Linked DNA regions of Salmo salar: region 1 is linked to region 2. The links are chromatin contacts, called in public Hi-C maps. All regions are on one chromosome and are shown on one strand. Each heading gives the region's core, a stretch centred on a gene start, on an enhancer-like site or on the middle of the called end of the contact. The rest is flanking DNA. Distances are from core to core; before and after follow the strand shown. Region 1 holds the start of LOC106576773 (PWWP domain-containing protein 2B). Region 2 overlaps LOC106576776 (inositol polyphosphate-5-phosphatase A).

Evidence for each region. Hi-C and Micro-C count contacts between places; a contact is called where the count stands out from the background.
Region 1: a contact with region 2 is called in a Hi-C map of gill, with 3 times the contacts expected there. The contact joins the promoter of LOC106576773 here to the enhancer-like site in region 2. A contact is called at or near these places in 2 of 3 Hi-C or Micro-C datasets (gill and muscle).

Annotation. Positions count from the first base shown.
Region 1 is chrssa18:10,699,779-10,706,877 of Ssal_v3.1, reverse strand. LOC106576773 (PWWP domain-containing protein 2B) reads left to right here and starts at 3,242. Exons shown (of 4, transcript XM_045700746.1): 1 at 3,242-3,558; 2 at 3,832-4,139; 3 at 6,386-7,099. The coding sequence starts at 4,000. It overlaps LOC106576774 (leucine-rich repeat-containing protein 27), which reads left to right. Exons shown (of 13, transcript XM_014154161.2): 9 at 107-212; 10 at 510-668; 11 at 1,378-1,517; 12 at 2,430-2,556; 13 at 2,692-2,979. The coding sequence ends at 2,799.
Region 2 is chrssa18:10,511,994-10,518,423 of Ssal_v3.1, reverse strand. The region is part of intron 2 of LOC106576776 (inositol polyphosphate-5-phosphatase A); the gene reads left to right. Among protein-coding and RNA genes, the nearest start is that of LOC106576776, 110 kb to the left of the region's middle. Within about 2 kb of position 1,878, at least 5 of the 13 cell types and tissues checked have an H3K27ac peak or open chromatin away from gene starts, as enhancers often do. A contact at or near this core is called in gill, where this site is marked.

The DNA.
Region 1 (7,099 bases), core at 1,993-4,492, 190 kb before region 2:
CCCCAATCCTAACCTAAACAAAATAAAACCAAACTTAGATCAGTGTTTATAGGGTAATGAATTCCTCACAGTGCTTGATATGGCCCTGCCTTTCTTTTCCACTTAGAGACCAAGAGCTCCTCAAGGAATGGCGTACTCATGCTAGGGTCATGCAGGAGAGGAAAATCTTAGAGCACAAGCAGGAAAGGCGTGAGCGACATAGAAGAGAAGAGGTATGTCTGTTCTGTATGTCTGCTTTCACTCCCATTCTATTTTTGGAATACACTATTTTGTTCACTCACAGAACTGAAAGCATTTTTCTGATTCAAATTTTCTCCCTTTCCAATGACCAGAGGAGGGCAGCATAACACCAGCCTGAGGAAAGGCTTTCACAGTCATTGGAAAGGGAGAACATTTGAATTATAAAAATGCATTCAGTTCTGTTCTTGTCATAAGGAAACTGTCTGGGAGAAGTTAGAGTAGAAAGAGAAAGACTGACTGGAGTCCTTGTTTTCATTCTGGGTGAGCAGACGTTGAAAAAGATAGCGTCAGGCTGCGCAGACACTCAGCTGAGGCTGTCCAGGTCAGGGGCAGCGACAGGCCTAGCTAACGATGGATCACTGTGCCTCCAGTGTGCCGAGTCAGTCATCCTGCAGTCAGATGTCCCCAGTGAGGCTGCACCACAGCTGGTAAACATAACCCTTCCACAGAACGCTAGCGCACACACACACAGTCAGATACACAGCAGCAGACAAGACTGCGTGGCCGCACACAACTCCAACACCATCATTAAGTTTGCAGACGACACGACGGTGGTACGCCTGATCACCGACAACGATGAGACGACGTATAGGGAGGAGGTCAGAGACGGACAACAACCTCTCCCTCAACGTCAGCGAGACAAAGGAACTGATCATGGACTACAGGAAACAGAGAGCTGAGTACGCCCCCATCCACATCGACGGGGCTGTAGTGGAGCGGGTCTAGAGCTTCAAGTTCCTTGGTGACCACATCACTAAGGAATTATCAGGCCATCATTGTAAAATAAGAATTTGTTCTTAACTGACTTGCCTAGTTAAATAAAGGTTAAATAAAAATAAAATAAAAAATCATGGTCCACACATACCAACATAGTCGTGAAGATGGCACGAGAACGCCTCTTCCACCTCATGAGGGTGAAAAGATTTGGCATGGACCCTCAGATCCTCAAAAGAAAAGAGCAACCCATAGCTGTATATCTAATATCTGACCTCTTCAGCAATGTGCCAGGATAGTAGTAGTCAATCTGTGTCACTGATAGGTCTATCATCCATCCTTAACTTTCTGTAAATTCACAGTTTTGGTTATATGAAGAAAAGACTAGCTTTCTATAGAAATGAATGTATTTTTTTGTTACAGGTACCGATAAACGCTCCATATGCCACAGAGTCTCTGTGTAGTGTTGTTGAAAGTGGTGAGGTCAAGACCCACAACCCCCCACCAAAGAGGCTCCAGAGACAGAGATCGTTCCAGTCCCAGAAGGAACACAAGGAAGCCAGGTATGATGTAGCTATGATGTGTCAATCAATGGATACACTGTTGCAGCTAATCTACTAACAGTAGCCACCAAAGGAAGCAATGGCAGATCAATCAAAAATGTTCAGAGACATTTAGTGGAAAGAGGGTTTTTTACAGACATCTCTTTTGTTCAAAGCATATATTTTGTCCCCTCTGTCAAATACTTTGGTTCAGCTGATTGTTTTAATTAATTACTTTTTTCTGTTGTCCAGTACTGTTACGGGACTAACCGGTGCCCCTGCACATTGACTCTACCGGTACCCCCTGTACATAGCCTCGCTATTGTTATTTTACTGCTGCTCTTTAATTATTTGTTACTTTTATTTTGGATTTTTTACTAATCTATTTTTTACTTAATTTTTTTTCTTAACTGCATTGTTGGTTAAGGGCTTGTAAGTATGCATTTCACTGTAAGTTCTACACGTATTGTATGTGACAAATTCAATTTGATTTGATTTTGACAACGATAGACCAGTACCTGTTTTTTTAAAATAAATACTGTACATGTAAACTATTGATTCAAAAGAGTACACCCCAGTATAAGGTTTAGTTTATTGTCAAGCTGTACAACATTGGCAGCTAAGAGCTGAATTTCAGCGTACAGTCCATCGAAATAAATAAATCAATAAATCAATCAATCGCGTGAAATCGTGTGATAAATGTATATGTGGAGAGAGCATTGGTCAGTCACAGCCTGGTGAAAGCATCAGGAGTCTTGATTAGGGACAGGGTCAGACAGGTCCGGACTCCGAGCAACTGGTCTCTGTAGTCTGTTGCTAGCCAGCTACTCCTCCACCACAAACAACATGCAGCACCCACAGCGGTATGTAACTAAGAGAATCTTTAGTTTGTGGAATGGTGGTTCATTTTACCCTTGACCTGTGTGACCCCAGGGCAGCCCGCGACCGTGAGTTAGAGCAGCGGATCAGGAGCCATGTTCAGATGATCCAGGAGAGGCGCAGGAGGCCCAGTGGCACTGCCCAAGAGGAGACAGAAGCTGCAAGGCAGGACATGGAGGAAGTACGTTACTATTCCACTGTATATCAAGTAACCAGTCAAGTCATTTTCAGTGCTTAATGACAGCAGCCCCAGGAATTGAATGAATATCTGGGTGTTTCTTTCTTTGTGATTTTCTTCCATTTGCTTCTGTTTCAGGCCAAGAGATTGCAGTCGCAACTTGCTGAGAGGAAACATGAGAGCGACATTGAGTATCGATTCATCGCATTTACTGGGGAGAACTCGCCAAGATGCTATGACAAGTGAAAGTATTTTTGTGTGTGTAGACCTACTGCCATTTAGAATTGTTGCCGGATTAAATTAATTGACATTGTATGCAAAGAAGTAGTACAGGACAGGGTAGTATGGAATTATAGCACCCTACAAACAGTTTACTCAATCACAATGGCATCCGATACCCATTCATCAATAAACATTTCAGCCTGTTACACGCGCATCATTAGTTAAGTGTAAAGTGCTTGTGTTCCAAGATAAACCAACCCTCATCCATCAAGCCAATCAGTGCTAAATAGCAGCCTAATAGGTCACTGTATTTCAGGTCCTTACAACTGTACAGCAGCTATACAGGGATTGATCATGTATATTTATCTGACTGTATATGTGCCTATAGCCTAAATTCAGTGCTTGACTTTGACTTCAATAGGTTCCGGTACTCCTTTTGGGTGCTGGTACCGTTTATATTTTGTTGCAGAAGCTCCACAATACTTTTGAGCTAATATTCTATAAGAGGAACAGGAGCTCAAGCAGTAGAGTTCCTGTCCAAGTCAAGCAAGTTACTTATTGATACAGTTGGCTTGGATACAAACAGTAAAGATGGGTGTGATTCATGTTAGCCAGGGCAGTTTGAAGGTAGGAGTATATGTAATTTGGAATGGCACGATGAAAATGACCTGAAGATGATGCTAAAATGGAAGGGGGTTGTATCGGGGGCGGCTGGTAGCCTAGTGGTTAGAGCTTTGGGCCATTAGCCCACATGTTGCTAGATCGAATCCCTGAGCTGACAAGGTAAAAAGCTTTCGTTCTGCCCCTGAACAAGGCAGTTAACCCACTCTTCCTAGGATGTCAGTGTAAATCAAAATTTGTTCTTAACTGACTTGCCTAGTTAAATTAAATACATGTATTTTTTTTAGCTAGATAATAATGATGAAATAGCTATTGTTCTGAAATTGTGGCTTCATGAGCCAACAATAAACGGAAAGCCAAATGGTATAATTTCAAGCAAGACTGAGGGGCAACCTCAAAATATTTTTATCCTCTGTCTTTGTGTGATGTCACCAGTGGCAGAACTGTTGTAATTGACTTGTGGGGGGTGATGGCGTCATTTCGTGCCCTGGTGTACCCTCCCGTGCTCGAAAGTAGAAGGGAGAAGCATCTTTAGCAGAGGCGATCGTGGCTCCCGAGGCCGGGATCGAGTACCGCCAAGCCGGACACCTCACGCCGGAAAATATGGAGGCTGTGGCCGAGGAGCTGCGGGCCGGCTCTCGGATTCCTGTCACTGTTGATCAAATAGTTAACGATACACTAGTAGTGACGCTTACCTATCAAGAAAGGTGCTACATGGGGATATTACTCGATTGCAACAAAAAGTGAGTCTTATTTATTCGAATAATTGTATACTTGTATCACAAACTAATTAGCTAGTTAGCCTGCTAATGTTTGCTGGCTAATTTAGCATGCTAACTAGCTAGCTACATGGGCCATCATACAATAGACTCCAAGGGGTTGTAGCTAGCGTGCTAGTTAACGTTAGCCAGTTAGCTCTGATTTGCTGACATTTACAGCGAACATATTAATAACATATAAACACGTGTATCATTACTATGAAGTCTGGATAAAGCCAACCACCCTGTGAAAGTAACGTGATGGGCATTTCAACAAAAGTTATTCCTACGTGGGTAACGTTACCTCATTGTTAGCTTAACTATCAAGCTAGTTCAATGTTAGCTAGATTTAGACTGCCAACAATGTAGCCCAGCTATGGCTGGCCTTACTGAAACACCCTGTCTCATATTAGACTTTTGTACATACATTCTTATAACTACATATCTAGTAATGATTACATTAAGGTTACATGTTTTAATACTAGATATGCAAAGTGATGGGCATCACATCATTCTAATTTTGCCTACTCCTGTTCTTGTGTTTTCAGTAATGTAGGCCTATGTTAAACATTAGTCATCCAACGTTACCCACAGGTAATGATACAATCAGTGTAGGCCTATTTATAAATGATTGACCTGCAACTCTAAATAAGAGATTATACAGCTGTGTTTTGCTGTTTAAAGATGGCACTAATTGTCGAGTTTCCAAGGAAATTTGACACCAGGAAAAACTATGCTATAGGCCTACTTTGTACTTGACAAAGGGTGAACTACACAATGTTGGCAAGAAATCCCATTTATGCCTATGTATAGGGTGTTAACAATAGAGGTAAGGTATACAATGTTATTTGAATGATTGGTATTCATATGGGGCATGTTATCTGGCTCGCAGTGTGTGTCACATGTACTGGCCTTGTGTTGCACTAGTACATGCTAGTGCAGTGGGTGCACCTTTTTTAAATGCCACTGGGTTTATTTATTTATAGACTCAGAATCTCAGCATAAGAATCTTACCAGCTTTTCATATCGGTAGGCCTTCACTGAGACATGTAGAACTACACGTTCATGTGATAGATCACTCCAAATGCCTTGAGATTGACCTTCCCCAGTGGAAAAGATCTAAGCTTAAACGAAGAACAGCGGTTTGGCATACAGGCTTATTTTGCTTTGTGAATGTCAAAATGTGAGTTCTTCCTTTAGGTTTATAGAAATGCATTTCCCTTAATTGTGTGTCTCCAGTTTCCATGTCATGTATCCTTTGTGCAGGATCTCTTTATTTGGTTGTAGTGTATGTACAGCATTATATTTTAAATGGAAACAGTGGTTAACAGGCCATGACAAACCCTATGTCCAGCCTGTGTCAATCATTGTGATGGCTGAGATTTTGTTGCTCAAGAAGGGCCTTTAAAGGTCTCCTCTAAAGCACAGGAAACAGGCCTCGCCGGGCCTCTTTATTTAAATGTGACAATAGCCGCTCATGGGGAAACGCCTTTCGGGCTGCCTAAATGTGCTTTAATTAATAATCTCATAACACACAAGCACCCAGCAGACACTGATGCGAAAACAAGTGAATCTCCTGGCTCTCTCTGGGTCCCGAGTGATTCACAGGGTTGTTTTTGTTCAGTCAGATGGAGTGGAGGGGGCTCCTGGGTATCCTGTAGCCTCTTTGTCTGCTGTCTCTGACAGCAGAGTGGAGCACAGCCATGTTGCTGCTGCTGCCTTGGCTGCTCTCAACTCCCTTTTCAAATGGCTCCTTAGAGAAGCCCGGCTTGGACACGTCACGCCTGCAGTCCACTGGCATGAAAAGGAACATGTGAATTTACAGAGAAAACACACACTCCAGCATTTTCAGTTTGAAGCGCAAGGCTGTAGGCCTGGGCTATAGGCTAACTAGACAACGACCTGCTTGCTTGTTGTCTCCCAACCCCCACTCCAGTAGAAAACCCAACACAGGTGATAAATGTGCTGCCTTTTACACAAACTAAAGTGTTGCAATCATAAGAGGTTTGGTTGCAACAAGGTCAGACAGAGGAGTGCATTTGTTGTGCTTAGATTTAGTCGAGCTAATGTTCTTGACCTGAACAGGAACTTAAACTAAAGAGTTTAAATTCTTGCATTATCCACAATGATAAAGTTGAGTGCAAACAATTTGACTTCATCATGATTGGATCTTATAATCCAGAAGCTACAAAGCATACTAAAGTCATTTTCTTTCACACTTTTTCTTATAGGACTGGGCTTTTCTGCCTACCGGATATCACAACAAAGCCAGTGGAATGCCCTGCATTGAAACCTGGTTGTGAAATCCCTGAAGTCCTGAGAGAGGAGCCTGTTACTAAACCTCCCAGCCAGGCTTCACATCATAGACCAAAGGATGAAAACACGCTCCCTGAAAATGACCCACTAGGTGCCAGTCTCCCTGCCCCTCTGCCCACACCAGTACCTGCCGGGCAGGGTCCATACCCTCCATATTTTGAAGGAGCTCCCTTCCCTCAGCCCATTTGGGTGCGCCACAGCTATGGTCAATGGGTACCTCAGCCACCTCCACGAACCATTAAAAGGAAGAAGAGGCGGACCCGAGAGCCCGGGCAGATGACCATGAGCACCATCAGACTCCGCCCCCGGCAGGTATTGTGCGAGAAGTGTAAGAACACACTGAATAGTGACGAGGACAGTAAGGACGGGATGCCCACAACCAAGGCTTCCAGGAAGGAGAACGCTCCACAGAGCGATGAAGACTCCAAAGACGGGTCTGTGAAGTTGGCCAGGAAAGAGGATGCAGATGCCACCAAGGATAACAGCAAGAGGCGGGAGAATGGCCCCACCGGCTATGACAGCAAGCGGCTCCGGAAGGACAAGAGGGATGAGGAACCAAAGTTCCCTGCAGTGGACATCATTCCCCACAGCCCGGTCATCAAGATCTCATACAGCACTCCGCAAGGCAA
Region 2 (6,430 bases), core at 629-3,128:
AGGTTTCTGCTGCTGTGTTTTGAGCTTACAGTACACAGCTGAGCTATACCAGCACTATGAAACGTGTACATGTTATTGTGGATATTAGTGAATGGCGATGGTATGTAATGTTATTGTAAAGTAGTGCACAGTGCGGTGAGTGGTGACTGACTGTAAAGGGAGGGTTGGCCCATGTCTCTCTCCTAGCTTGTTGATCTGAATCACTGCGGAAGCCAGTGGCTGAATAAGTAGAGTTGGTATGCGCTGTACAGTAGTGTGCAGTGCATTGTGTGTGGAGAGGGAGTGATTCAGTAGGCCCATGTCTCTCTCTCTCTCTTTCTCTCGCTCTCTCGCGAGCGCCCCTATCTGGTGGAAGTGAGGGAGGTGTTAGACTGCATGCTGCTTACACTCAAGCCACACACCGCCACAGAGACCAATTGATAGGGAGATGCACACGTTGGCACAGAGCCATGGAGACGTGGTTTACACACAGACCATAGACGCAAGGATAGGCACACGGTCATATAAAAATCCAGAGATGAGGATACACACACAGAGAGACAGAAAGACAAGGCTGTTCTGTAGATACACATGGAGAGACCAGAGAGAGACACTGATACAAGTGGACAGAGAAGTTTGGAAGTCCTATACCTTATACATGCCTTATAGAGGAGACGTGTGTGAATAGGCTTGTGGTCCGTTTTTTGAAGTCCTTTTAGAACGAGCAGCATACACGGAAGTCTGCTTTCGGATCAACCACGTTTCACAAAAATACTATTGCCTGCACTCAAACAGGTGTTTGTGCTTGCAGAAATATTTTCTCCTGGGAGATAATGCAGGAAAGCTAATGTTTTTTCTGTAGTCCTCATTCAAGCCACTCGTTCTTTGCTTAAGCTAAACAGAGCACAAATAAGGTCGGTGGTTGGGGAGTAGTCGGAAAAAGAGGTTACCGTTTGGCTTATTAAGGATACAGGTAAATACACCTTACTGTTGGTTCAACACACACACACACACACACACACACACACACACACACACACACACACACACACACACACACACACACACACACACACACACACACACACACACACACACTGCAATGTGTGGTGACGATAGCGAGGTGCACAAACTGTTTTCTAAGGAAACTCTGATACACTGTATGTGTAGCAAAGTCAACCCTGCTCCTGGCTCTCACACGTCACACACATAGAGCAACACTAACACAGTTTGACAGTCAGTCAATTTTCTGTTTAGACTCAAAGATACACAAAAACGCAGCCAAAATCAAATGTGAAAAAAATTGCACATGGTTCTAAAATATGCCGTTTTTTTCCTGTGCTATTTTTCACGGTTCTTTGGCTTTGGTTTTCAAGTGATACAAATATCCAGATGAACTCACAAATGCCCAATTTCCTGTTTGTCTCTCACCCTCACACATTCGATACAACAGTCAAGCGAAGTCCATGGGATCAGCTGGCTTTTGAACACTAGTCTGTCCATTGTTCACCGTGCTCTCACTCTATGCGTATAACAGTGGATGAACCCTGAGGCATGCATGGACAGGTTGATTGCCTCATGATTTAAGTGTGTGTTTTGTTTTGTTTATGTGATGAGGTTATTGGACATTCACTGTGTGTGTGTGTGTGTGTGTGTGTGTGTGTGTGTGTGTGTGTGTGTGTGTGTGTGTGTGTGTGTGTGTGTGTGTGTGTGTGTGTGTGTGTGGCGGGGGAGTGGTCTTGCGTGTGTGTTTGTCTGTCTGTGTGAGAGCGAGCCTTGTGTGAGACGGAGGAAGAATGAGTGAGAGACAGAGAGAGAGAGAGAGAGAGAGAGAGAGGTGTGCCCCTGCTGTGTGAACTAGACGTGCCTGCAGGCTCATGCCAGCTCTGTTCTCTGCTTGTCAGTGACGTCATGGAAAGCAGTATCAGACTCTGTACTCCCAGGGCTACGAGAACGGCACCAGTGACTGCTAGAGCTCACAGTCATGAGCCTCGCTAGACTTTGCTATGTTAGCCTGGCACGACTCTCCCTGCTCACATGGCTCTTTAACTTGCTTAGCACACATACTGTAGTCTCTCTCAATCACTCTCACTATGAACACGTTAATGAAGACCCCTGTCTGTTGTGAAGAATTTTAAGTTGGAAGGAATAGATGATGCAAGCGATTTGAATTGCATCAGTGATTTTTGTCCCATTTGTTAAACATTCTTTAAAACAATTACAAGTTTAGACAGTGGATGAAAAATAGTTTTTATATTGAAAAATAGTCCAATGTCTCACTAGTCTTGATAATGTTGGAAAGTAACTTGCATTGCTGCAAACCACATTTTGAGTAATTATTTTGTTGAAATTGTTCTTTTGTGGAAGGTAGTTTGAAGTTCAGTGTTAAACCAGACCATCAGATTCAGTAAGGTGGTACCTCTGCAATATCCTTGAAAAATAGCTGTTTGAATGCCTTTTTGGTAGTTAAAACCAAAAGGACATCCTGCATGCTTGCCCTGCATGTGTCTCTGTGTGTGTCTGTCTTTTTTGTCCCATTGAATTACTCTCAAGGCCTACTGTTGATGCAAGCCCTTGCTTCAGGGTTTTTCTCGAAATGCAGCTTCAGGAAATAAAATGTGTTATTTGGACACTTTTCTTGATTAGACTCGGAGACGTACATTCCATACTGTACAAACACTCACATCGAAGGCACGAAGTCGCATTCCATTCCTGCAGGTGAGGCCAAGAGTATACAATGGACAAGTGCTAGGCATTTACTAACCCCACTGCAATGTGCCTATGAGTGATCTGATAGACTGTCTACTGTATTGAAGGATTTAAATGTGTTTTACTGTTTGTTCAATAAGCACAGCAACTGACCCACTGTCATTACAGTCCTTTGGAAGACCCTGGCCCTGGGTCATATGGTTATTTATGTTTCCTCCATGGATCTGATGGGCATCCAGGCAGCTTTCAATAATCCACTGGGCAGGCACACAACATGTGGCAGAGTAGCCCAGACTGAAGTGAGCTTCACTTAAGCAAAGCAGGGCATTTTCCTTCATTTTTAGCTCTTTAGAACCCAGAGCGGCCGTCGACGGCCTTTCTTTAAATTACTATAACGGCCACTATGGCTGTCCCCAAATTAAAAAATAAATATTGGTCGACCAATAGATTGGTCGAAATTTTAAAACGTGTTTTTTCCCCTTATAGACAAACCCTATGTTTGAATAAAATGTGCTGTATAGGCTACTGAGCTTGTCTGATGCTTTAAGCACTGCCATTAAAATTGAAGACACACATTTTTGAAGAGGGAGCCAGAGATCAATATAGCCTAACCAGAAGGAAAAAGCCTGTTCCCGACCCGTGGAACAGCTTCATTACATTTATAATAAAGTCTTCATATCTCAAAATCAAAGTCATGTGGTTAATCAAAATTCTATGTAAACGAAAATGTATATAAATCTAAAAGTAACTATTGCCATTGCCAGTATGTAAAAATAGCCTACATAAAGCCAACAAATAACAAAAAAGAAGAAAAAAAACCTCTGTCGACCAACAGTCTATTGAACAAACTATCGACCAGTTGACTAAATGGGATCAACTGCTTTTTTCCCCAAACAATAATATCGGTGTCAATATCGCAAAATGTATTTGAAAAAAACTGTTCACCTGGCTATTGTCATCAACCAGAAACCGGAAACAGGGTATGCTTTCATTTTACTTTTCACTTCATTACTCAGAATAACGGCGCCAAAGCAGAAACGACTTTTCCCTGTGAAAGAGGCTGGTTGGTCATACAGATTCGGACATGTCCTTGCACTTTGAAAAGTGATGATGTTGAGGTGAGTGAAATACAGTGCATTTGGAAAGTATTCAAACCCATTGACTTTTTCCACATTTTGTTACATTGCGTCCTTATTCTAAAATGGATTCAATAGTTTTTTCCCTCATCAATCTACACACAACACCCCTTAATTACAAAACAACAGGTTTTTAGACACTTTTGCAAATGTATTACAAATAAAAAACTGATCACATTTACATAAGTATTCAGATCCTATACTGAGTACTGTCTTGAAGCACCTTGGGCAGCGATTCCAGCCTCGAGTCTAATTTGGTATAATGCTACAAGCTTGGCACACCTGTATTTGGGGAGTTTCTCCAAGTCTTCTCTGCAGATCCTCTCAAAATCTGTCAGATTGAATGGGGAGCGTTGCTGCACAGCTATTTTCAGGTCTCTCCAGAGATGTTTAATCGGGTTCAAGTCCGGGCTCTGGCTGGGCCACTCAAGGACATTCCGAGACTTGTCCCAAAGCCACTCCTGCATTGTTTTTGCTCAGTGCTTAAGGTCATTGTCCTGTTCAAAGGTAAACCTTTGCCCCAGTCTGAGGTCCTGAGCGTTCTGGAGCAGGTTTTCTTACAGGATCTCTCTGTTCATCTTTCCCTCGATCCTAACTAGTCTCCCAGTTCCTGCAACTGAAAAACATCCCCATAGCACGATGCTGCCACCACCATGCTTCACCGTAGGGACGGTGCCAGGTTTCCTCCAGATGTGACGCTTGACATTCAGGCCAAAGAGTTTAATCTTGGTTTCATCAGACCAGAGTATCTGGTTTCTCATGGTCTGAGTGCCTTAAGGTCCAAGTGGGCTGTCATGTGCCTTTTACTGAGGAGTGGCTTCCATCTGGCCACTACCATAAAGGCCTGATTGGTGAAATGCTGCAGAAATGGTTGTCATTCTGGAAGGTTCTCCCATTTCCACAGAGGAACTCTGTAGCTCTGTCAGAGTGACCTCCCTGACCTAGGCCCTCCTCGCCCGATTGCTCAGTTTGGCCGGGCTGCCAGCTCTAGGAATAGTCTTGGTGGTTCCAAACATCTTCCATTTAAGAACTTGTCGAAGGCTACCTATAACATTTGACCCAAGTTAAACAATTTAAAGTCAATGCTACCAAATACTAATTGAGTATATGTAAACTTTTGACCTACTGGGAATGTGATGAAAGAAATAAAAGCTGAAATAAATCATGCTCCCTCTGCTGTTTCCTGAAGTCCACGATCATCTCCTGTGTTTTGTTGATATTGAGTGAGAGGTTATTTTTCTGATACCACACCTCAAGGGCCCTCACCTCCTCCCTGTAGGCTGTCTCGTCGTTATTGGTAATCAGGCCTACCACTGTAGTGTCGTCTGCAAACTTGATGATTGAGTTGGAAGTGTGCATGGCCACGCAGTCATGGGTGAACAGGGAGTACAGGAGAGGGCTGAGAACGCACCCATGTGGGGTGAGTAAACATACCAGCCAGCTGGTCTGCACATGCTCTGAGGACGCGGCTAGGAATGCGGTCTGGGCCGGCAGCCTTTCGAGGGTTAACGCGTTTAAATGTGTTATACACGGCTGTGCCTATAATCGAAGAGAATTCTCTTGGAAGATAATTCTTACCAGAGAGACCTTTGTTTCTGTCGATGCGTGAAGAAACCGGGTGACTGTACTGACTCTGACAACATATCCCAGCCATGTTTCTGTGAAACAGAGAATGTTACAATCTCTGTCTCTCTGGAAGGCAACTCGTGCCCTAATTTCGTACACCTTGTTATCTAGAGATTGGACATTGGTGAGTAATATGCTCGGAAGTGGTGGATGGTGTGCTCGCCTTCTGAGTCAGACCAGTAGGCCGCTCCGTCTGCCTCTCCTGCGGTGACCGCGTTGTTTTGGATCGGCCTCTGGTATAAGATCGCATGTCCAGGGTCGAGGTCCGAACAAAGGATCCACTTCGGGAAAGACGTATTCCTGGTCGTAATGATGGTAAGTTGACACCGCTTTTATATCCAATAGTTCTTCCAGGCTGTATGTAATAACACTAGAGATTATCTGGGCTAACAATGTAAGAAATAATACATACAAAAACCAAATAACTGCATAGTTTTCTAAGGACCTGAAGCGAGGCGACCATCTCTGTCGGCGCCATCATACAGGAAGCGGAGGGAGTGGAGGGAGGGGAAGAGTGAGAGCACACCCGAGAGGGCAGCCTACGTTTCCATGCAGTGTGTCTGCCCCAAGTCCCACCATTCACCCTTGTACCATACAGCCTGGGCCTCAAGTGACAGTGGCAAGGGTTTTGGAGTTATTTTTAAAAGTGGTAGGAACTTATTTCTGGTCCAGAGCTTGTAATGGATTACAACAAGAAAAGGGGCGGGGTTGACCATCTTGACCAACTGAGGCGCTATTACAATGTTGGACGCACAAGCATACATTTATGGAAGTATGTGTTTTGGTGGATGCTCATTTCTCCCTCCCAGAAACCACAGGCGCTGGTCCCCAAAGGCATTCGAAATGCAGCTTGTGCATTCACTTTGTGATAATGCTACAGTGGCAGGAAGAGGGGAGCCAAGACTGTGCCACCAGGGCGTGTGGACCGAGATGGAACTCATTTGAAAGCAGGTGAAGTTTGAAGGGCGCAAGAGGTGTGT